2 separate regions of the Zea mays genome follow, and region 2 is linked to region 1. Evidence: chromatin contacts called from public Hi-C data. All regions are on one chromosome and are shown on one strand. Each heading gives the region's core, a stretch centred on a gene start, on an enhancer-like site or on the middle of the called end of the contact. The rest is flanking DNA. Distances are from core to core; before and after follow the strand shown. Region 1 has its middle 110 kb from the start of LOC103646933. Region 2 has its middle 130 kb from the start of LOC103646939.

The links. A called contact is a pair of places that touch in the nucleus more often than the background predicts.
Region 2: a Hi-C map of leaf shows a contact between it and region 1, with 3 times the contacts expected there. The contact joins two enhancer-like sites. A contact is called at or near these places in 7 of 25 Hi-C or Micro-C datasets (bundle sheath, ear, leaf and 2 more).

What each region holds. Positions count from the first base shown.
Region 1 is chr2:127,086,894-127,092,021 of Zm-B73-REFERENCE-NAM-5.0, forward strand. No RefSeq gene overlaps it. Among protein-coding and RNA genes, the nearest start is that of LOC103646933, 110 kb to the left of the region's middle. Within about 2 kb of position 3,033, at least 6 of the 20 cell types and tissues checked have an H3K27ac peak or open chromatin away from gene starts, as enhancers often do. A contact at or near this core is called in ear and leaf, where this site is marked.
Region 2 is chr2:128,025,777-128,031,272 of Zm-B73-REFERENCE-NAM-5.0, forward strand. No RefSeq gene overlaps it. Among protein-coding and RNA genes, the nearest start is that of LOC103646939, 130 kb to the right of the region's middle. Within about 2 kb of position 1,280, at least 16 of the 20 cell types and tissues checked have an H3K27ac peak or open chromatin away from gene starts, as enhancers often do. A contact at or near this core is called in ear and leaf, where this site is marked.

The sequences.
Region 1 (5,128 bases), core at 1,783-4,282:
TATTTTAGATAAACCAGGCCACCTTCACTTGAACTAGCAGCGGTTTCCTTTGGCATCTCCCATTCATTAACAAGGGGCCACACTTTGAAGGCTATGTGCCCTTGGACCAAGTCTCTTGTACTAATGTAGCTGCACATAGTGTTGAAAGCCACCAGGCATGCTTGAGTTTTATCACTATTCACAATCGAATGTCTTCTAATGCTGAAGCGTGATTGTATGGGACGCTAGATTACATCATTCACATCCTCCCTCTCAACCAAATCATTCTTAACATAGAATCACCTTATGCAAGGGAAAGCGAAGACTAGCCTTCATAAAACTCTTGAATACCACCACTTCGTCAGCCTCATGAAGAGGAACAATGCTTTCTCCTCTAGCCCTCACTATGGATATATCATGGACATATTTTTCCTTCATCGCTTCAATCTGCCCTTTCTTAATAGTGGATTTTCCAAAGACAACATGACTCGGCCTCCACGGCCGATCTTCGGCATCATCATTATCACTCTCAATATCAAAATCCTCGCTGTCACTAGAATCTTCAGACATCCTAGCTAAAATTTCATCAGTTATTTTTCAACATTTGTTATCTCCATAGCTTCGTAAAACCCAGCCAGTGCTGGGTCCTCACTCCTTTTATCTTCGGCCCTCTCAGCTTTGGTTGAGGCAAAAAGCCGAAGCTTCAAAGCAATCGCGATTACAGAGTCCACAAACTAAACAACAAAGCCAACACAAGCTTGATAGCACAAAAAAACATTTTCATCGCAACCCTCATATATATATGCAAAGTACCACTGTATGGTGGGCCCCATGATATAGAAGGTTTCACTATCCTAGCGAAGGGAAGGTGCTTTTTCGGACCTTTGGCTAAATGCATTTGCTTGTTTCGCAGTCTGAATTTGTTACAAAGAAACAATCTAATACTGCGAGGGTCTACTATTGGGGGCCTTCGTCTTCCAAAGGTCCTCAAAAACATGAGTAACCATATGTTATCAACATGTTACTAAGTGTTACAAGAGCTTCGTTACCAGAAAAGCTTTGACGCAGAACAATGGAAGTGCAACGAAGCAAGCTTCGTTACGTTGACGTAGGAAGGCAATGCAAGGAGAATGTCTAATTGAAATTGCTAGGTGCCAATGACAATATTATCCCTATGATATTTGTAAACTCCGTGTGTAATCTATGGTGACATGAATGTAATATCATACGAAGCAGTACGACTGTCTATAAATAGATGAACAATACCCCCTACTATTCACGCTGGATTGGAATTGCATTCACGATTTCGCCTTCGAGCAAGCCGAAGGTACAAACATAGTGTACATTATGTATCACTTTGTCAATATATAAGATGGATCCTAATGTTGTTTAACATTTGATATGAAATGAATAATCAGCATAATGTTACATATGTAACTATATTTTTATATTCATGGATGATGAAGACTTGTTCTTCGTGACCTTCGTCCAAGACCCATTATGCCCGAAAGGAGATAATCCTTTGAAGGACGAAAGTCCTTAACGTTTAACAATTGTGTTGCCTTGTTTTATGATTCAGTAATAAAAAACAAGTGACCAACAACTACTATAGTAGTACAAATTTGATTAAGTGACTTAGCCCAAAAACCATATGGAACCTAGTGTAAAATGTTCCCAAAGTCGGGCTGTCAGTCGAAGGGATACTCTGCACCTAGACTGACAGTGGCACTGGTCTAACTTTGGAGTCAAATTTAGGATGATCTAGTGAGGTTAAGCCCATGATTCCTGTGACAAAGTTGAAGATGTTATATAGGAAAACAACTTTGCTGAATATAGAGGGGTATGTTGCAATTGGGAAATGGAAGAAAATTGCCCTCAAACTTGCTCTGTCAGACTGGTGAACGAGTGATGGCATGGTACAATACCGAAAAAAGATCACAGACGCAGTGCGCCTCACCGTCGATCCCACGTCGTGATTCGCGCTCGCCGGTAAAGATCATGCTGAGCTCGACGTAGATAAACATTGGGGGTGAAAAGATCGGGGGGAGGTGAATGTGGTCTCTGGCACCGTCTCGATGATCCGTGATTCACTTGCTCCGTAACGTGGCTGAGCGGCCAACAACGTCGTGGCTGCCATTGATCCTGGTCATGCCATAGGCCATTTCACCACGTACCTAAGACGGTGGCAAGCAGTAAGTAAGCATTCCCGAGCCATTGTGCCATTGCGTGCCATGACGACTGACCTCGGTGAAAAATCTAAGCGCCGTCGTGGGAACTTCCCTCCCAAATTTGCGAAGCAAGCGATCAATCCCTTTAAATTGAGTGCCCTCCCTGCTCTGCCCTCTGGTTACGCACCTAGCGCACCACTTCTCACCTCAGATCATCAACCATAGCTCGTGAATTCTGGATTTCGCCAGAATCGGCCGGAACGCAGTCGTAAGACATCTCGTCGTGGCCAGCCTATCCCAGGTCAGTTCATGTCCCTCTAGTTCTCGTTTTTAGTACCTCTTTGACCCCTAGATTCTCCCAGTCTCGGTCAATTGAACGCTACCGCGCTATAGCTCTGAGAACGTCGTGTCAACACCGGGAACACCGCCGTGGACATTGCTCACGTCGTCCGGCCACTCCGGGTTCTCTCTGTCCAAATTCACATAAGCACCATAGCTTTAGTAGATCACTGATTCTTTTCGAATCATTTGATTGAATGCTACTGGCTCGTGTAACCTAGAACGGGCTCGCTGGAGTCCTTGTTCCGCTATTGTCGCGAACAGACACGGGTTAGTGGCAAGTTAGTCAAATTAGTCCATAGGATGTGCTCGGCTAGCTTCAGAGATGGAGCTTGTGTACTCGCTACCGCCAGAACAGGTCGCCGGCGATGGGAACTCGCGACTCCAGCCAGGTGTTCGACCGGAGCGTCGTCGGGGACTTGGAGCCATGAAGAAATAGAAATACGAGGACATTTGTGTAGCTGTTAGTGAAACATATGAATACTTCCCAAGGATTCTTTATTGGTTTTTCAAATGCCTAGGGGTCTGAGCGCAAATCCGCCAGTGCGGGCGTGGGTGCACGCAGTTTTCTGCGTGGACTTGGGTCTGTTGGGCTGAATTCGACCCAATACTATTCATGTTTTATTCTTTTCTTTTTATTGCTAGCTTGAAAAATTTGTATAAAATGGTAGACAAATGGTAAAAATATGAAACAAATTTTGGTAGACTCCTAAAATCAAGTAGTATTTAATAAAAATAATTCTAAGGTTTTTATTTCAAATCCTAAATTATGTAGTATTTAAAGGTACTTAAATAGGGCTTTTCAGAATTATAGAAATAGTTTAGTAATCCCAAAAATCATAATTTTTTTGGGTAAACTTAAAATGTTGATTATAAACTTTGAGTGAAGTTTGAATTGTTTGGACACTGTTTGACTAGAAAATCAGTAAACAGTCTAATGGGGTAACCATTTCAATACCAAAGGAATTAGAGGTAGTTTTGTAAATAAAAATTTAACTTAGTACACTTACCTTCCTTGAGAAATTGAATACTATTCCTTGTTACCTGATTTATTCAAACAAGTTTTATGATGCTTAGCTTTGCTTTAGAAAAAAAAGGTGATGCTTCACACTAGATGGGAACTTTTACAAACAAAAGACTTATGATGGTGGATTCATCATGGCCGTGATGGGTTCAACATCTGAAAAGAGTACTTCTGTCAGGTACCAAACTTTGGGCTATAAATGATAAAGATGAGATCGGGCGGGTGACTTGCATAAGAAGGAAGTCTCGGTGTAGTGTCTCTGTCAGAGTCGTTTAAGGACCCAGCCAATGTAGGCTTGATGATCGAGGACCTTTTAACTGGCCACATGCCTTGTCATGGGTAAGTTTTGCCTCGGCCGGACCAATACTAGAAAGGATATCACACAATGAGAGTGGAGAGATGGCGAGAGTAGCATGTACCATCCGTGGCAAGAGGCCGGACGGTGGAGTATCTGTGCTCTCGGTTGGCGTGAACCCATTCTGGTCTTGAGAAACCTTGGTGAGAGTTGACATATGCAAGGGTTAAGTGCTACATATGTCATGTGGTTGGAGATCCCCAGTTAGGTATTAATCGATTCAGATCACCGTTACTTCTCGGACATGAAGACTTGGTCACTGACCTACACCGTAGTGACAAGTGAACTCAAGAGGTGATAAAAGATGGCTAGTGTAGGCCAAGTGCTTGATCTAGATTAGGAAAGAAATCTAGATGTAGGTAACTACTTAACCTGACAAGTGAAATGGATTCATAAGGACCAACTTTAGTAAGCTTTGTGCAAACTGAGTCATTGGTTGTTGCTAAACCTTACCTTGATTCCTAAAGGTCAGCATATCCTTGAGAGTCTTTTCTTTTAGTCAGGTAAGACTTGCGAAAGTACAGTCCATACTCAGGGTTTTCGAACCCATGTTGTTGTCGGTAATGAAACTGTAGAATTTTGCTGCTTTTGCTCCAAGGTCGTCCCAAAGCAAGTGGAAGAAAAATAAGAGAAACTTATGGAAGGTGTTTGCCTTCGCGTGATGTAATAAGTATAAGCACTCGAACCCGTTTATGTATTAATGACTCTTTCTATATCGTACTTATGAATGTAAATTAAGTTATTTTAACTCTTTCCGCTTTTACTCCAATGGTATGTAATGTTTGCGATATTGGATGAATGCTCTTGGGCAATGTGAAGGAGATATAGGAAACCGGACCTGTTGAGCCATTAGGTGCACCTGCATGACTCTCTAAGGTCTTCGGGACAAGCACATCTGTAGGTGGGCCTAATATCTTGGGAGGTTCCTTGATAGAGGGTATCAGAGCAATGCCCATTTCTTCAGACAGTACTTAGTGCTTCAAAAGGTTTTAAACTACTTACCTTTGAATATTCTTTCATCCTTACCTTGATCCCTTCTTATAGCATCTTACCTTTTAAAGAAGTTAGGAAAAAGAGTGCATATTACTAGGTTATATGTAGGAAGCTTGGGATCAATGAGTAGTTGATTCCATGTTTGTAGGATCATGCATGCATCATGTTTAAACAATACTAAGTATTCTTCCCCCTTATAGAGACATGGCATGTACGAATACCACCCTTCGGAAAGTGACTGGACCTCACGGTGTGCCCCGTCACCAGTTG
Region 2 (5,496 bases), core at 30-2,529, 940 kb after region 1:
CTTGGAACTTCATTTCCATCCATGTCCTTCAATCTGTAAGACCCTGGTCTACCTGAAGATATGACCAGGAAGGGACCCTCCCATTTTACTTGTAACTTTCCACTGTTTCTGGGTTGGCTACCCTTCAGAGCACAAGATGACCTGGCTCGATGTTTTTTAACTTGACCTTTTTATCGTGTCGTTTAACTGTTTTTGCTTGGTATTCATTGATGTGATCGATTGCTTGCAGTCTGATCCCTTCTATGGTATCTTTTGAAATTTTCTAGCTATCTTTATCATCGGTTGAAGCCATAGTTCACGCTGAACCTGTTTTTGCTTCTTCTGGGGTTACAGCTTCATCTCCATATAATAGTTTGAAAGAAGTGAATCCTGTGGACCTCAAGACTGAAGTATTATGATTTCATACTACTTTAACAAACTCATATGGCCATCTTCCCTTTGACAAATTGAAGATTGATCTCATTACCCCCACCAAAATGATGCTATTTTCCCTTTAAACTAAACCATTGGACTATGGATGTCTTACTGATGCAAAATGTATGTTGGTGCCCACTTGGTAATAGAAATTTTTAAAGGCTTCAGAATCAAATTGAATTCCATTGTTGACTGTTAAAATCTTTGGTACTTCGAAGCGGCAGGTGATGTTTTGCCAGAAAAATTTCTGAATTGTTGCCAAAGTTATTATGGCCAAGGGTTTAGCTTTGATCCACTTGGAGAAGTATTAGACTACTACAACAGCATGCCTTAAATTCCCTTGTGATGGTGGCAATGGGCCAAGTAAATCCATGCCTCATCTTTGTAACGACCATGTTGGCTGAATTAATTGAGTTAAAGACGAAGATTGTTTCGGTTACCTTGCGCACCGTTGGTAATTGTCACGTTTCTGGAATAATTCTACTGCGTCTGAAGCTGCCTTTGGCCAGTAGAATCCCTATCGAAAATCTTTTCCCAAGAGTGTATCGGATCCAATATGAGAACCACATATGTCAGAATGAACTTCCTTCATTAATTCTTGAGCATCGGTTCTTGATAGGCATTTTAGAAGAGGCGAGCAAACTACTTGTTTAAAAGTTCCCATTCTATTATCTTATATGGTCTTGTCCTATCCTGCATTCTCTTGTTATAGACTTCGTTATTTTCCTATGATTTTTTGTGGATTTTACCAGCTGCAGCAAAAATAACAATAGAAAACAGTGAACAATACTTGGGCCAATAGTGGCCTGCTCTGGCCCAACGACGAAGGAATTCCTGCACCCGCGCGTGAAGTCTGTGTCTGTTGCCCCATTTTTACACCTAACACCCTAGGGTTTTCCGAAAACTAGAACCAACCGACGCCCAGAGTCATAGGACTTCACAAAACACCCTTGTCTTCCATTCATTTCATCTAACACCCTAGGGTTTCCCGAAAACTAGAACCAACCGACGTACTATTCCCGAGAGTCATAGGACTTCACAAAACACCCTTATCTTCCATTCAATTCACAAATCCACATCCCCGAATCCCACCATCCCCCTCCGACGAGCCAAAGACTTGGGACAGTGGAATACAACTAGGACGCTAGTCGAGCCTATGCTAAAATATGTTCCCCACGATGGTGGCCCACTTGGACCCAAGGAACAAGCGATTTCAAGACCACCATGCCATGACCACGGTTCCAGTAACAACTGGGTCCGTTGAGAGGTATCCCGGTGAGGCCGGCACAGTAGAGCTCAAGGGGAGGGCATGGGAAGGACCAGCAAGTCACACAAACATGACCAGGGAGAGCGCAAACAGAACGGTCGACACGATGGAGTGGCTCACGGCAAAGATCAATGGCGTCGCGGCGGTGTTCCGGTCAACTCGCTACTAGAAAAACAAAACAAGCAGATCCATAAGCTTCACTGCCCTATGCAAGTACTAGAACACTAAGTTTAAAGCATAGAAGTAAACCATGCTTGGCTGACCACGGTGGAGGCGAGATGTCGATGGCGTGGTCACCGGTCAGGGCAAGGACAGCGCGCAATACACCTGGCTAGCACCCGGAGCTGGATGAGGAAGATTGGTTTGATTAGCTGGAACGATTCCAGGTGCAATCCGACGCAAACGAACAAGGCCTTAGGCATCGGAATATGGAACGCACTAGCACACGGCGAGTTCGACTAAATTCGGGGGGGAGAGAGGTAGGGCTTTACTGAACTATGTTCCTACGCCCACAGAGCAACGAGGTAGACACTGCCTGGTTTAAATGGGATCACGGCGAGGAGGACACCGGTCAACAGCTACAACAGTGTGGACATGCAGTTGCACTGCATGAGCACCACGCAAGACCCAAGCTCTAGCGAGTCACTGAATAGAAAATCAATGAGACATTGACAAAACAAGCAAATAATACAGCCCCCTGACAGTGGATAAGTTTTAGTCCCTTCTAGAGGTAAATACGTGGAACTCAAAGTTTATGTATACTGACAGCACCTTCCTAGAGGTATTTTACTCCCATTTTATTGTAGCACTAGCTCAGGATTACTTAAAGAAATTTGTTACCCTATATATGGTCTTTAATTCCTTAAAAGAATTCTGGAGCCAAAAGTGTTTGGATCTCAAGTTATGATACTCCAAACTTGATCACAATTCTCTGAAACTCAGTTTCAACTTCTGATTCACATTCAGTCTCAAGCATAGGCCGACAGTGAATGTTTGGGGGCATTTAACTCAAGTGTTTTTACAGCACCAAACCCAATCCTCCTAAAGAAATTTTTTCATCTTTCTATGGTCAATTCAATATAGACACCTTGGTTCAACACTTTATGGATTTGCCAGAAAAGAGCTATGAAGTCAAGCAAAATACACTAAAATTCAGTTTCAGTAAACTACACTGTCTGGAAATCCCAATTCAGACAGCTCCACTTGGAACTAGTCTTTCTCCTAGTTCCATATGATTTTTGGGGTATCCCACCTGACAAAGTTCGTTCTCCTATAGTCACACTACATATTTGTTATAATGACTATAACCTATAACCACATGGATAGAGCAGTAGAGAACTCTAAAATTGCCCCCCAAAACACAAAGTTCAGACTGGTTTCTCAGTCTGAAAATCCAGAATTAAACATTACAATTTTGGACCACTGTTTCTACCAGTTCCAAATAGTTTCAAAGGTATGCACCTAAAGACAATTTACAAACCAACACGTGGTCTTCCATTTTGTTGTAATTCCCTCAGTCTAGAACTGTATAGATTTGCCACTAACAGGCTTCCAAATTTGCTTCGGACTGCAAAAACTGCAGTGCTGATTATTTTATTAAGTCTAAGTCTCAGAATTAAATATTCCACTTTTGAGGAACGTTTACAAACAGTTCCATATGGTTTTAGGGCTGAGTAACTTAATCAAATTTGTGCACCTAGTGTAGCTCTACATATTTTCTACAGTGATGATCTTCCAAACATCCATAGATCAAAAGTTACAAAGGTCCAAATAGAGCTAGCTGATAATATTCTCAGAAATCCAAACCCTAGGTCAAAACTAAATTGTGAGTTTTTCTCCACTTTTTGCTATAAAACATGAAAATCTCCACACATAAAACTTTTTTGGTTTAGGAGACTCTATAACTTTGGTACTTTGACTTTTGGCAAAATTTTGTCAGGTTACAAAATCAACTTTTGGGGTTACAACTGAAGTTTTTCAAACTAGGTTTTCTGATCTCCACTGACCACCACATCAAATTTAGATTGTTTTTTATTCTAGTGAATGCATTCTAGGTGTATTACAACACAATATGCCAACACATATGATGTCATGCCAAGTTTTAGTTCTAGTAACACGACTCTAAAAAGAATCTCGTCCCAAGATTAAAGCTCTAGGCTAAGTAATGGAAAAGGAAACGTGTCACAAGTTTATTACCTAATTTCTCTTACAAGGCAGGGGTGTGGGTGCCCCGGTTGGTGTACATTAGTGATAGATTACAACAAACCTAAGGTTTATAGGATTCTAAAAATTTAGGAAAATGACTATCTAGGTAGCCTTTGGATTCCCATGTAGCTTCATCCTCAGAATGTTGATTCTATTGCACTTTGTAGAATTTGATGGTCCTCCTACGAGTAATCCTTTCCTTCTAATCTAGAATTTTGATATGGTGCTTAGAATAAGTTAAATATGGCTCCAGATTAACATCGGATACCTCCACTACTCTGTCGGGCACTTGAAGGCACTTCTTCAATTGTGACACGTGAAATATATTATGTACAGCTCAAAGATGTTGAGACAATTGCACTTTGTAAGCCATGGATCCGCACTGCTCTAGTACCTTAAAAGGACCAACATAATGTGGTGCCAACTTTCCCTTGACGCCAAAATGAGTTACTCCTTTCATGGGTGAAACTTTCAGATACACAAAATCACCAACTTAGAAAAACAAAGGTCGTCTTCTCTTATCTTCAAGCAAAATACACTAAAATTCAGTTTCAATAAACTGCACTAAGTCTAAAGCTCCCAATTCAGATAGCTCCACTTGGAACCACTCTTTCTCCTAGTTCCATATGGTTTTTGGGATCGCATTAGGGAGCCGCTTGCCCCGTTATTATAGGCAAGGTGGGGGTCTAGGGGGAGGAGGCGAGGATTAGTGGGAGATAAGCATGTATTAGCCATGGCAGGCGTATGTATATGAAAGGGAAATGGCCTCAACATTTCCTATAATCGATTTTGGTGTTTGACGACCATAACAAACCTTATGGACTAACTAGTTTGACTAGTTGATCTTTTCTTAGATGCATAAAGTTCACATACACATACAAGGAAAATGACCTTGGGGCAATTCTACAAGTTTGGAGCAAAACAGACTTGCATCAGCCGGTGGTGCACCGGACAGTGTCTGGTGCCTAGGATGGGGCGCCCAGCCAACTAGCTGCTCTCAGGAATTCTCAGCAATCTCGACTAAAAATCACCGGACTGTCCGGTGTGCCCATGATCAATGGTCGATTTCGCCAACGATCGACTGCCACGGCAGTCTGAAACGTCAGAAGGTCAGAGACAGTCTGCGATGTCAGGTCGCACCGGACTGGCCGGTGTGCCACCGGACTTTCGGGTGCACCAAAAGGACAGACGACTTCAATGGTCAACAGCTCCAAACCCCAACGTTCGGGTGACGTGGCACGCACCGGACATTGAATAGTGCAGTGTCCGGTGTGCCCATCGACAGACAGAACAACCAACGGCTAGAATAGTGGTTGGGGCTATAAATACCCCCAACCACCACCTTTCAAGTCATCCAAGCTTTTCACTCTCTACACTCAATACAAGAGCAAAGAATACACAACAAAGACACACTCAAAGCCTTCAATCCTCTCCAAGTGCCATAATCAAGTCCAGTGTTCAAAAGTGTTTAGTGACTTGAGAGAGGGTGATTTGTGTTTCAATTGTTGCTCTTGTTGCTTGGTTGCTTTCTTCTTCTCCTTCTAAACTTTCCAAGTGTTTTGTAAAGCAAGCAAGAGACACCTAATTGTGTGGTGATCCTTGCGAGGTCT